Linked DNA regions of Zea mays: regions 2 and 3 are each linked to region 1. A link is a contact called in public Hi-C data. All regions are on one chromosome and are shown on one strand. The core of a region is the stretch at or near the end of the contact, and the rest is flanking DNA. Distances in the headings are between cores, read along the strand shown. Region 1 holds the start of LOC541891 (plasma membrane intrinsic protein 2). Region 2 overlaps LOC103632291 (phosphomannomutase/phosphoglucomutase). Region 3 holds the start of LOC100284825 (60S ribosomal protein L44).

Region 1 (3,572 bases), core at 776-3,275:
GACAGAGGGCGAACTCCTAGGGAATTCCAGGTTGGAGAATTTGTGCTTCTCAAGTTACAACCTTATGCTCAAAAGACAGTGGTTAACAGGCCATATCCAAAGTTATCCTTTAAGTTCTTTGGTCCTTTCAAAATTGTGGCAAGAATTGGTGATGTGGCTTATCGGTTGGAGTTGCCAGAAAATGCACAGATACACCCTGTTTTTCATGTATCCCAGTTAAAGGCATTTCACCCTAATCATACTCCAGTTTTTGCTGAGCTTCCCAAGGTGGCAGATTTGTCTGGTCCAGGGATTTGGCCTGAGAAAATTGTGGACAGAAGGTTGGTTCGGAGGGGTAATCATGCATTGCCTCAAGTGATGATTAAATGGTCAGGTTTGCCTGTTTCTTCAGCAACCTGGGAAGATTTTTATGTGGTCAAAAACAGGTTTCCTGATGCCCTCGCTTGGGGACAAGCGAGTTCTGTTGGGGGGGGGGGGAAATGTAACGACTGAAGCAGAGGTGAGTTCGGTGTAGTAGTAGATCTGGAGATCTATGAGGTTCTAGAAGCATTAGGGTTAATCTGGGCCATTGTGTGGCTTTTCTTTGATTGTAATCTGGCCCATCTAATGGCCTATAAATACTTGTACTGATAAACCGTCAGAGATGACGAATTGAATAAGAAAGGATTAGCCACAAACCTGTCTACTTCTTCTTCCTCGCCACCGAAGCTTACTAGGAAAGCTGTCGGTTCCTGCTGTCGCGGCTCACGTCTAGGGTTTGGCGAACCCTAGGCCACGGGTCGTGACAGACTGACAGCATGCTAGCTGAACCTAGTGTATAAGGATTTCCTGAACTGAGAAACAGTGAGATTCGGTATACTTACAAGAGTTCGCACACCATAACAACGGAATACTGGTCGTATGTTATTTAAAACTAGTTTAATCCCCGTGCGTTGCAACGGTACCCAACCATATTTGATGATATTGATTGGGTGACTAATCGACACTTGAGAGTCTTAATAGACCCTCCACATAAAAATACCATAATAAATGAATTTAATGTCGAAATGAACATATTGTTCATATACTAGATATTGAACTGGTAAGACATAGATAAGTACAAGTATGCCAACAAGATCATTCCTGAAATACTAAATACAACAAGTTTATCCTCTAATGATTAACATGCTTACTGAAATAAATACTTGCTCTTGCCTTTAGAGTATCACATCAAACAATAAAAACATTTTCTGCTTTTTACATAGTCTTGTACTCATCTCCAATTGTATAGTTGGTTTCACTTAAAATTCAATGTGCAACGGCGGAAGAAGCGGACAGAGGTTGTTGCAAAATGGACGGGGTTTGTTGCTAGAGCGACAGCTACCAGAACATTGTTGTGCGAAAAAATAGGATAGTGATGAGATATGATCTGAAACCGCAGGTTGATTTCAAAGAAATAAGAGATTATTTATAAAAAGATGACGTGAGATGACCGTTGAAACTGATGCTTTAATATGGCAGATAGAAAAAAATAAAACGTGGAACACTGTAGAGTTAATCGGTGTGAAAACGCTGTAGAATCACATGCATGTACACCATTTAAAAGAAAACAACAATACTGCATCCCAACAAATGGGGCATTATTAGAGTTTCAGTATGAGAACCCTTTCCCTCCGCTATACAGTGTAATCTAAATTCCTGCTATATTTTGGAAAGCTGTTGGAAAACAAAAATGAAAGATTCGTTAATTTCGCATTATTACATAACATCTTCTATATATTTCATATACTGCGCTGAAACTCAAACGATGAGTTTTGAGATGACTCCTCATTGACATGTCCAGCGGGAAATCTGAACTTTTGCAAGACATGCTCATGAATCGCTAAACAAGCAAACATTTGTCTGCCCCACGCAGAACAACTACCCATGAGCACAAGAATTTTCCATTTTATTTAGAAATGCATTACCGCTTAAACCCACACGAATGCCCTCCTCCATAAACTCCCTATAAATACATACCCTCCGTGTCAGCCCTAACACAGCAACGCAAGCAAGCAATTGTCAACCGACTCTATCTTAGCTCTCTTTGCAAGCCAGTAGGTCACCACTCAAAAGCTTGTGAAGCAGGTGAGATGGGCAAGGAGGTGGATGTGTCCACTCTAGAGGCCGGCGGCGTCCGTGACCGTGACTACGCGGACCCTCCGCCGGCACCGCTGATCGACATCGACGAGCTCGGCAAGTGGTCCCTGTACCGCGCCGTGATCGCCGAGTTCGTGGCCACGCTGCTGTTCCTGTACATCACGGTTGCCACGGTGATCGGGTACAAGCACCAGACGGACGCGTCGGCGTCGGGGCCCGACGCGGCGTGCAGCGGCGTGGGCATCCTGGGCATCGCGTGGGCGTTCGGCGGCATGATCTTCATCCTCGTCTACTGCACCGCCGGCATCTCGGGCGGCCACATCAACCCGGCCGTCACGTTCGGCCTCTTCCTGGCGCGCAAGGTCTCCCTGGTGCGCGCTCTGCTGTACATGGCCGCGCAGAGCCTCGGTGCTATCTGCGGCGTCGCGCTCGTCAAGGGCTTCCAGAGCGGGTTCTACGCGCGCTACGGCGGCGGCGCCAATGAGGTCAGCGCCGGGTACTCCACCGGCACGGGGCTCGCCGCCGAGATCATCGGTACCTTCGTGCTCGTCTACACCGTCTTCTCCGCCACCGACCCCAAGCGCAACGCTCGCGACTCCCACGTTCCGGTAATATACACGCCTTTCCTTTGAGATGTGATCCTGCATTTATTCCTGCTGCTGCCCATTTCTCCAGAACTTGTGCTGTGCATTGCCTCTCGTGTTGCATTATTGATGAACCAAGGAAATGCTCATCAGGTGCTGGCGCCGCTTCCGATCGGGTTCGCTGTGTTCATGGTGCACCTGGCGACGATCCCGATCACTGGCACCGGTATCAACCCGGCGAGGAGCCTCGGCGCCGCCGTCGTGTACAACAACAGCAAAGCCTGGAGCGACCAGGTATTTACACACATTGTCCACGATTGCAGCACTCACTCATTTGTTGGTTGCTAATTTGCTGTTGCTGCATGCAGTGGATCTTCTGGGTGGGCCCGTTCATCGGAGCGGCGATCGCAGCGCTATACCACCAGATCGTCCTCCGCGCCAGCGCCAGGGGGTACGGCTCCTTCCGGAGCAACGCCTAGGACCATCTCGTCGGCGGGCTATTCAGCTCTTCCTCCTCCGCAGTTTAAGGTGAACGGAGAAGGAGAGCGCAAGGGGGTACGGAGCAACGTCTAGGCTCACCTCGCCTTTGCCCCCGCCCATCCACAGCAGCAGTAGCTTTCATTCAGGTCAAGTGTTGCAGCTGCCGGCAACGGTAGCTAGCGCAGGCGTTTGTGAGTTTGTGTGCGGTGTGGAAAGCAAGTGTGACTTGGTCAGCGTCTGTGTGTCCTGTTGGGTTGCAGTCAATCTAACTTAATAAAGATGGACGAATGCAAGTGATTATTACCCTCGGACCACCTCCAATAGATTAGCCCAAAAATATTAGCTAAATTAAGTGATTTTGCTATTCTCTGAAACAAATTAAAGCCGCTA
Region 2 (3,572 bases), core at 535-3,034, 200 kb before region 1:
GACAGTTCTTCCTGGTCCTTTCTACCTCAGCGACATTTTTGTTGTCCCAACATCATCTAGAACCTTCTCTTGGTCCGTCGCTTCACCACTGATAACCGTTGTTCTATGGAGTTCGATCCCTGGGGACTTACCATACGAGATCTTACTGTTGCTGTGGTTGCTCGATGCGACAGCTCCATCCCCTTATATTCCATTCGTTTCTCCCCTCCAGCGCCGAGGCCGAGTACCTCACTGTGGCTAATGGCGTCGCTGAGGCGGCATGGCTTCGTCAGCTGCTCCAGGAGCTGCACAGTCCGTTGACATGGAGCACACTTGTCTACTGTGATAACGTCAGTGCCATGTATCTCTCCACCAATCCTGTTCAGCACCAGCGCACAAATCATGTTGAGCTCGACCTCTACTTCGTCCGCGAGCGTGTCGCCGTCGGGGATGTGCGAGTTCTCTATGTCCCGACCACTTCTCAGTTTGTCGACATCTTCACCAAGGGCCTAACTACATCGTTATTTGAGGAGGTTTGGTCCAGTCTTAACATCTGTCGTGGCTAGAATTTCGACCACGAGAGTGTTAGAGTTATTTGTGGCTTTGTATTGTAATGGGGTGTTTTCTATGTAATGGGCTTAGGGCCAACAACTCTATTATAAATATAGCTCCCCCAACCCTGGTTAGGGTTAGGGTTTCCAGCCCACTAACAGATTGAACTATGACTAGATTAGTCATGCGAAGATTTTAAATATTTGTGGATTGATATGTCTACAGGTCCTTCCGTGACTATGGAGAATCCGTCTTGAGACATTTAGAGAATGCAATCAGCAAAGACCCAAATCTCCGTAAAGCCCCGGTGAACCATGAGGGCGTATGTACATATTCTTTGCTTTGTTCTTTCGAAACTTGAATATAGATCTTGATGCATAATTTTTCTTCTGCGAGAAAGCTGGATTTCTGCTTATTTTATGGCATACCATACACAGGTAAGGGTTTCAGGATATGGTGGGTGGTTCTTGCTGAGGCTCTCTCTGCATGATCCTGTTCTTCCCCTAAACATTGAGGTAGTTCTCTTCACTTCCTCTCTCAATCCTAATGAAGGCATTTCGGAGTCATGTGATGTGCGCATGCTACAGGCACAGAGTAACGATGATGCGATTAAGCTGGGGCTTGCGGTTCTTGCTGCTGTGAATGAATTTCCAGCACTGGATGTGACGGCACTGAACAAATTCGTGCATCAGTGAATATAAGGGACGGACATTGGCATCATAATGTGATCAGCTTCGCATGGTGTCGTGTTCGCCCCGGTCGAACATGTTCTACATGTGGCACGAGTATCATACAGAAATATACCAGTTTATTACTTGCACAGGCTTTTTAGTTTGGAAAGACAAGGGAGATTTCAGTGTTGAGATGATTCTTGTGTGTGTTTATACCAGCTATCAGAGTAAGAATATGCGTGCGTACTGTTGAGGCTGATCTTTACTTGAGAATAAGGTTTGAGTTACCTGAGTATTTTTTTAAAAGGATCAGGAGGCTTGCTGTGATGTGAGGCCACGAATTTGCCAATAAGTACCTCGATTTTTCTTTAGCGATTTCACATTGGTTTGAATTACCCATTCGCTGTTCTTTGTCGGCATCTTAACATTTTGGTAGATGGTAGGATACAATTGCAGCAGACCTGTAGAGTGTTCACCGTATTCTCGCATATTTGCTACGTTTCGCTCATAAAAGAAGAGCCCGGACGTAGTACAAATTTGTCGTTTGGTGTAAACATGAATGGTGGCATCTGACGTGGACACCACGCAAGGCTTGTGCTGTACCATTTTGGTGCCCACACGTCCACCACCTCGCCGCTGTGAGCTGTAGATGGTAGAGGATCATAATCCAAATGGTTATTCATAAAATATAAAATGATAAGATCTTAAATAAATTTTAGTTTAAAAATGAATAGAAAAAATATCTGATCCTAATCTAATTCTTAAATCTTATAGTGTAAAATTTATAGTCCATTGTCATTCATAGCTATAGCGTTTCTCTTTATATAGAAGAGCTTGAAAAAGGTACTATGTTAGTTTTGATAATTGATAAAAATATAAAATTATTGTAACTAATATATATTTTTGCAGAAACAAAATAATTTATATCGTAACAATAGATGATTAGGCTTAAGTTAGATCAAAAGATGATTAGGTTAACATTGTATTAGTGCCTTTATCGATGAAAACTAATGGCCGTTTTTTAAATGATGACCAAAAAGGTTAATGATATGTTAGTTCTAAGCATTAATAATCGTTGGACACTTAGACTATCTCCAGCAGTTTTGAAAGTTCCATTTGTCCGGAGACAGGATCTAGATGTCGCCTAGAGGGGGTGAATAGGCGAATAAAAATTAACACTTAAAAACTGGAAATTCTTACTCTACTTGAAGACTGGATCGCAGTGGAATGAAAGACCCGTCGAGTAGGTTGCAGCGGAATTGAAGTTCCTGTCTTAAAATACCCTGCACTTTGAAGACAACTTATACCACATATAAGTATTGAAGTGCAAGTATAAAAAGCAAATAAGACAAAGACATTACACAACACAGAGCAGAGCACACAGGCACAAGGATTTATCCCAAGGTTCGGCCAAGCCTGAAATGCTTGCCTAGTTCTTGTTAGAGTTAGCCACATCTTGGCTTAGAGTCTATTTTAACTCCTTCCTCCGTTTGCTCAGATCTATCAGTGCAACAGATAGAGCCTTCCACTATGTTGATATCAGTTACAACGATACCGTGGCTGCTTACAATATTCTCGACAACACTCCAGCAGAGTAATAATGCGATCAAGATTTTGCTCTAGCTCTCAGCAGCACTTCCCCTCTCTCTAAAGGTTTATAACTTCGCCTCTACACACACTAGAGAGATATACAAGAGAGGGAGAGAAAGAATTGATCCAAATGATGTATGGACTTGTTGGCTGCTCTTGTACACTTGTTTGAGGCGCCTAGGGGTCCCTTTTATAGTCCTAAAGGGCCTAGGAGCCGTTGGAGCTTCATTTGGAAGCTCCCAGCCTTCCCTGTCTGCGGGTGCACCGGACTGTCCGATGCGCCACTGGACACTGCACAGTAACTGATCTAATTGATAGTTTTCTTCTCTGAAAGGGCTAGCCATTGGTGCACCGGACATGTTACTATTCACTGTGCTATGCACCGGACAGGTTACTATTCACTGTCCTATATGCACCGAACATGTTACTATTCACTGGTTTGTGCACCGGACATGTTACTATTCGCTGTCCTGTGCACCAGACATGTTACTATTCACTGTCCTGTGCACCAGCCAACAACACACTAAGTGCTTTTTTCCTCCATTCTTTCTCCATTTGACTTCAACTTTTGGGAGGATTTTCCTGAGACTTAAACAAACACATTTAGAGTATAATCTAATTTACTTAGTGGTAGAAACTTACCTCTTTCTTGTTCTTCTCCTAGCTTTTCTGTTTCTCCTCAAGTAGAGCTTAGAATGGCACTTTCTCTACAGAAAGAGTTAGAGAGCAAACCAAAGCACCAAACTTGTAGTAAGAGGCGCATGCAACATAGTTGAACAC
Region 3 (3,572 bases), core at 392-2,891, 210 kb after region 1:
GGTGCACGAAAAGGTAGGCTCATGGTGGAACAGAAACAAAGGGCACCACAAGGAGTATATACAGAATGCAGCTTAGTGAAAAATAATTAGCATCTTATAAATTAAATAACAGTTGAAGGTTCACATAAGCGAAGTGAACTGTCTCTTGTTAATTTGACTAATATCATATAACTTACAATTCATGAACAAGGAACAATAAAGCTTGAAGTTGCTAACACAATAGATACAAAAAGAACTCTAGTAAGAAAGGTGCCAGTAAAACAAGATATCAATTCCAATGTTATCAAATCGTCTAATTGGTCCTAGTCGCCATGGTACCAATTAGCTTGACTAGTCATGATTGATCATGAGTCATGACTAATCTCAACTGATCACGATTAATAACGATTAATCTTAAGTATAGCTGATCACCATGGCACCAATCAGCCCGACTAATCACCATTAATCATGATTAGTCAGATGACTTGATAACGTTGGTCAATTCCTTCTCACAAGCACCCCAAAAATATCAACAAGGTTAGCATGTAGTCATGGAACAAAACCAACTCATGACAGAATGAGATCTTGGTAAAGTCTTTTACTTAATGTGAGACGAATTCTCTACATGCTAGTTAGAAGCTTGAATTAGTACACAAGACATTTTGTTGTTAATAGGATAGATAAACAATCCTTTGTGAGAGACAAAAGATGTAATTAAACATTAGTATGAAGACCTTGCACACCATTGCACGAGTTCAAATTTTTAATTTTGCCTCAGACAAACAATCGATAAATAAAATACTAAATGTGACACTACTAGGCAAATTTTTGTGACTTTTCTTAGTTGATTTGCACGGAAACTTGGTTTTCACCTGATACGTTGCCAATAAATAGATGGCATAACCATTTCGCTTGATATAGATACCTCTATTTATACCCATGCATGCATACGATCAGTAGATCAGCAAATATAATTATATATTGTAACACACGAACTGGACAGATATAAGTGCTTGCAGTCTGGTTAATCGTAAACGCTTTTTTTAAAACTAACAATGCCCACTAAAATAGATGAAAATATATAGATGTTTGGGCCTTGTTTGCATGCAATGTATCATGGACTAGAGTGCAACTTAAACTAATTTCCACTACAATCCACTTCAAAACTTGTATATTGATGTGGATAATACGCATCCAAACAACACCTTATATAATACAAAAATCCTCAAACAACACAAAATTCACAATACACGACCGCGCGAGAAACCCAAACTAAAATAGCACTAAGCGGAGACCAGCGATCAAAACAAACCCTAGTTACATCACTAAAAAGGCTTCGCTTACATTACTGCTCTCCATCCCGAGCTGGCAGAATTAGACCAAAACACAGGAACGAATCGGGACAGAGTATCCAGGGCCATGTACCACAAGGCAGACAGAAAAGGCCTGAGATCGTAAGCACAAGGTAAAAGGAGGATAGGTGGGAGTCGCTGACCATGGCTGCCGCGTAGTTGCTTCCTCCGTTGCTCCGTCCGTCGCGAGTCCTTGCGGCGGTGTGAGGCGGGATCCCTGAAAACCCTAGCGGCGGAGCGATATATCAGAACAGAGCCGGGCCTCCTGCGCTTTAGCGAGTTCATGGGCCTGTTCCTTGGTCCAATATTTGGCCTGTCATGTAGATTTACAGCCTTTTATCACTCAGCCTACAAGTAGAGACAGCAACAAGTACGAACTCGCTAGCCTATATTTATACCGGCGAAATTAAATTTTATCTAATACACTATCGTCACTGCTCATGAGTAATAAATTGTTTTCATACCCACACCCAATCGGTTAATGATACCTAATGGGTAATCCACACCTGGTAACCACCAACAAATCACAACAGGAATCAGGATGACTTCCGTCGGCCAAAATAATTCTCGTCGGCCAAATACAAAACCGACTTGAATTAACCTATCTCCGTCGGAGGAGCCGACGAGAGTTAATTGTCGTCGGCCAAGGGCTAGACCGACGTGCATTACTTAACTATCGTCGGTCATGGCGATGGCCGACGAGAATTAGTGGGCCATGAAGTAGCGCTCCTAGATATTAATAACTCCTGTCTGCACTGACCCATGTCGACAGACCTAGGAGTTCAATAAGTCCTGTTGGGCGTAGCCTGGGCCGACGGAGATTAATGGGCCATGAAATGACTCGTGACCTAGCACGCCTTGAGTTTTACAACTCTCGTCGGCTATGACCTAAGCTGGCGGGGTTTATTGAGTTATTCCCGATGGCCCAATCCAAGGCCGATGGGGATTAGTTGTTTATGAGGTCACGGTTACCCACACACGCGCTACTTCTCTCTCGACCAAAATCATTCTCCCGACGCCTCAGTTGTCGTGCACCGCCGCCCAACGTTGCCTCCATCGCCGCCAGTTCGGGAGCCACGCTGCCACATCCACTGGTCCCCGCAAGGAGCCGGCGCCGCCACCTCCACCAGCCAAAGCGAGGAGCTGTCACCACCCAGTAGCGCCACCACCTCCACCAGCTCCGGCGAGGAGCCACCACCACCCTCAGACCTGGAGCCTCGTCCATCGTCGTCCCCTGTAGCCCCTCCCAGGAGCTGCCACCCACGCCCCCAAACACCGGTCAGCCACCAAAGAGCCGTTGGGCCAAGGAGCTGCCGCCACCCGAGGAACCCTCTGTCGTCGTTATCTCCCATGGAACAACACTCATGTTGCCTCGTCATCGAGGGATAACTCACTAACCTATCGAATTAAAATGCGAGTGTGATTAGAGTAGTTAAATATGTATGAAGATGTTTATTTTCGTCGGTTTTTATGATCGACAGGAGTTAACTTTTATGTGATTAGAGTTAGTTTAAAATTGTTAATCGATAGTGTTCTTAGTTTTAATATGACTTTACGCATTATAATTGCTATTTTTAATTTGACGTTGCAAATATTAACTATGTGGCTTGATGTTAGGTAAGTATTAAGTCTATTATATTAGATTTAGCTTATGCTATTGAATTGTTGATTTTGATGTTATTTATTGATTAGAGTTAACTTTTAATCTTATATTACTCGGTTAGGGTTACCTTGTAATCTCCGCCCTTAATATTGTGTTACACTGTTTCGAAAACTATATGTCACCTGTTTCAGACGACTATGCATCATATGCATCACTCATGTGATGTGCGGCGATCCAGAATTGTCCCTTTTCTGGACAACCTCAGGATGATCGATGAAGTGTGTCATTTGTGACCACCATGATGTGCTCGTATGGAATTTCGACTATGTAACCTTGTTGTTCTCTGCTGCACCAAACCGGGCATGCAGTAGAGAGCAGTGAGGCTATGCCACCAAAATTTTGTTCGAGCACATCATATGGTGATCACAAATACCACACTCCATTGGTCATCCTTGGGTGGGTATATGACCTATCAATTACCTATAGATGTAGGTCGTGATGTGTAGAAACGTAAATGTCTCATGTGCACTTCTTACTCATACATAGTTGCAATGATGGGTAATAGTCGTGATTGGATGTATGAATGCTTCAAGAAGAGTGGGTGCCACTCACGTGAATGGTTTACCAAAACTCAAGAG

What was found. Hi-C and Micro-C count contacts between places; a contact is called where the count stands out from the background.
Region 2: a Hi-C map of leaf shows a contact between it and region 1, with 3 times the contacts expected there. The contact joins the enhancer-like site here to the promoter of LOC541891 in region 1. A contact is called at or near these places in 7 of 25 Hi-C or Micro-C datasets (bundle sheath, ear, endosperm and 3 more).
Region 3: a contact with region 1 is called in a Hi-C map of tassel, with 2.5 times the contacts expected there. The contact joins the promoter of LOC100284825 here to the promoter of LOC541891 in region 1. A contact is called at or near these places in 2 of 25 Hi-C or Micro-C datasets (ear and tassel).

Annotation. Positions count from the first base shown.
Region 1 is chr7:42,734,495-42,738,066 of Zm-B73-REFERENCE-NAM-5.0, reverse strand. It overlaps LOC541891 (plasma membrane intrinsic protein 2), which reads left to right and starts at 2,025. Exons shown (of 3, transcript NM_001111557.1): 1 at 2,025-2,726; 2 at 2,856-2,996; 3 at 3,071-3,484. The coding sequence starts at 2,112. The coding sequence ends at 3,181.
Region 2 is chr7:42,938,038-42,941,609 of Zm-B73-REFERENCE-NAM-5.0, reverse strand. It overlaps LOC103632291 (phosphomannomutase/phosphoglucomutase), which reads left to right. Exons shown (of 17, transcript XM_008654105.4): 15 at 757-853; 16 at 969-1,046; 17 at 1,119-1,582. The coding sequence ends at 1,226. Among protein-coding and RNA genes, the nearest start is that of LOC109941238, 60 kb to the right of the region's middle. Within about 2 kb of position 1,784, at least 8 of the 20 cell types and tissues checked have an H3K27ac peak or open chromatin away from gene starts, as enhancers often do. A contact at or near this core is called in ear, endosperm and leaf, where this site is marked.
Region 3 is chr7:42,528,848-42,532,419 of Zm-B73-REFERENCE-NAM-5.0, reverse strand. It overlaps LOC100284825 (60S ribosomal protein L44), which reads right to left and starts at 1,641. Exons shown (of 4, transcript NM_001157720.2): 1 at 1,475-1,641. The coding sequence starts at 1,477.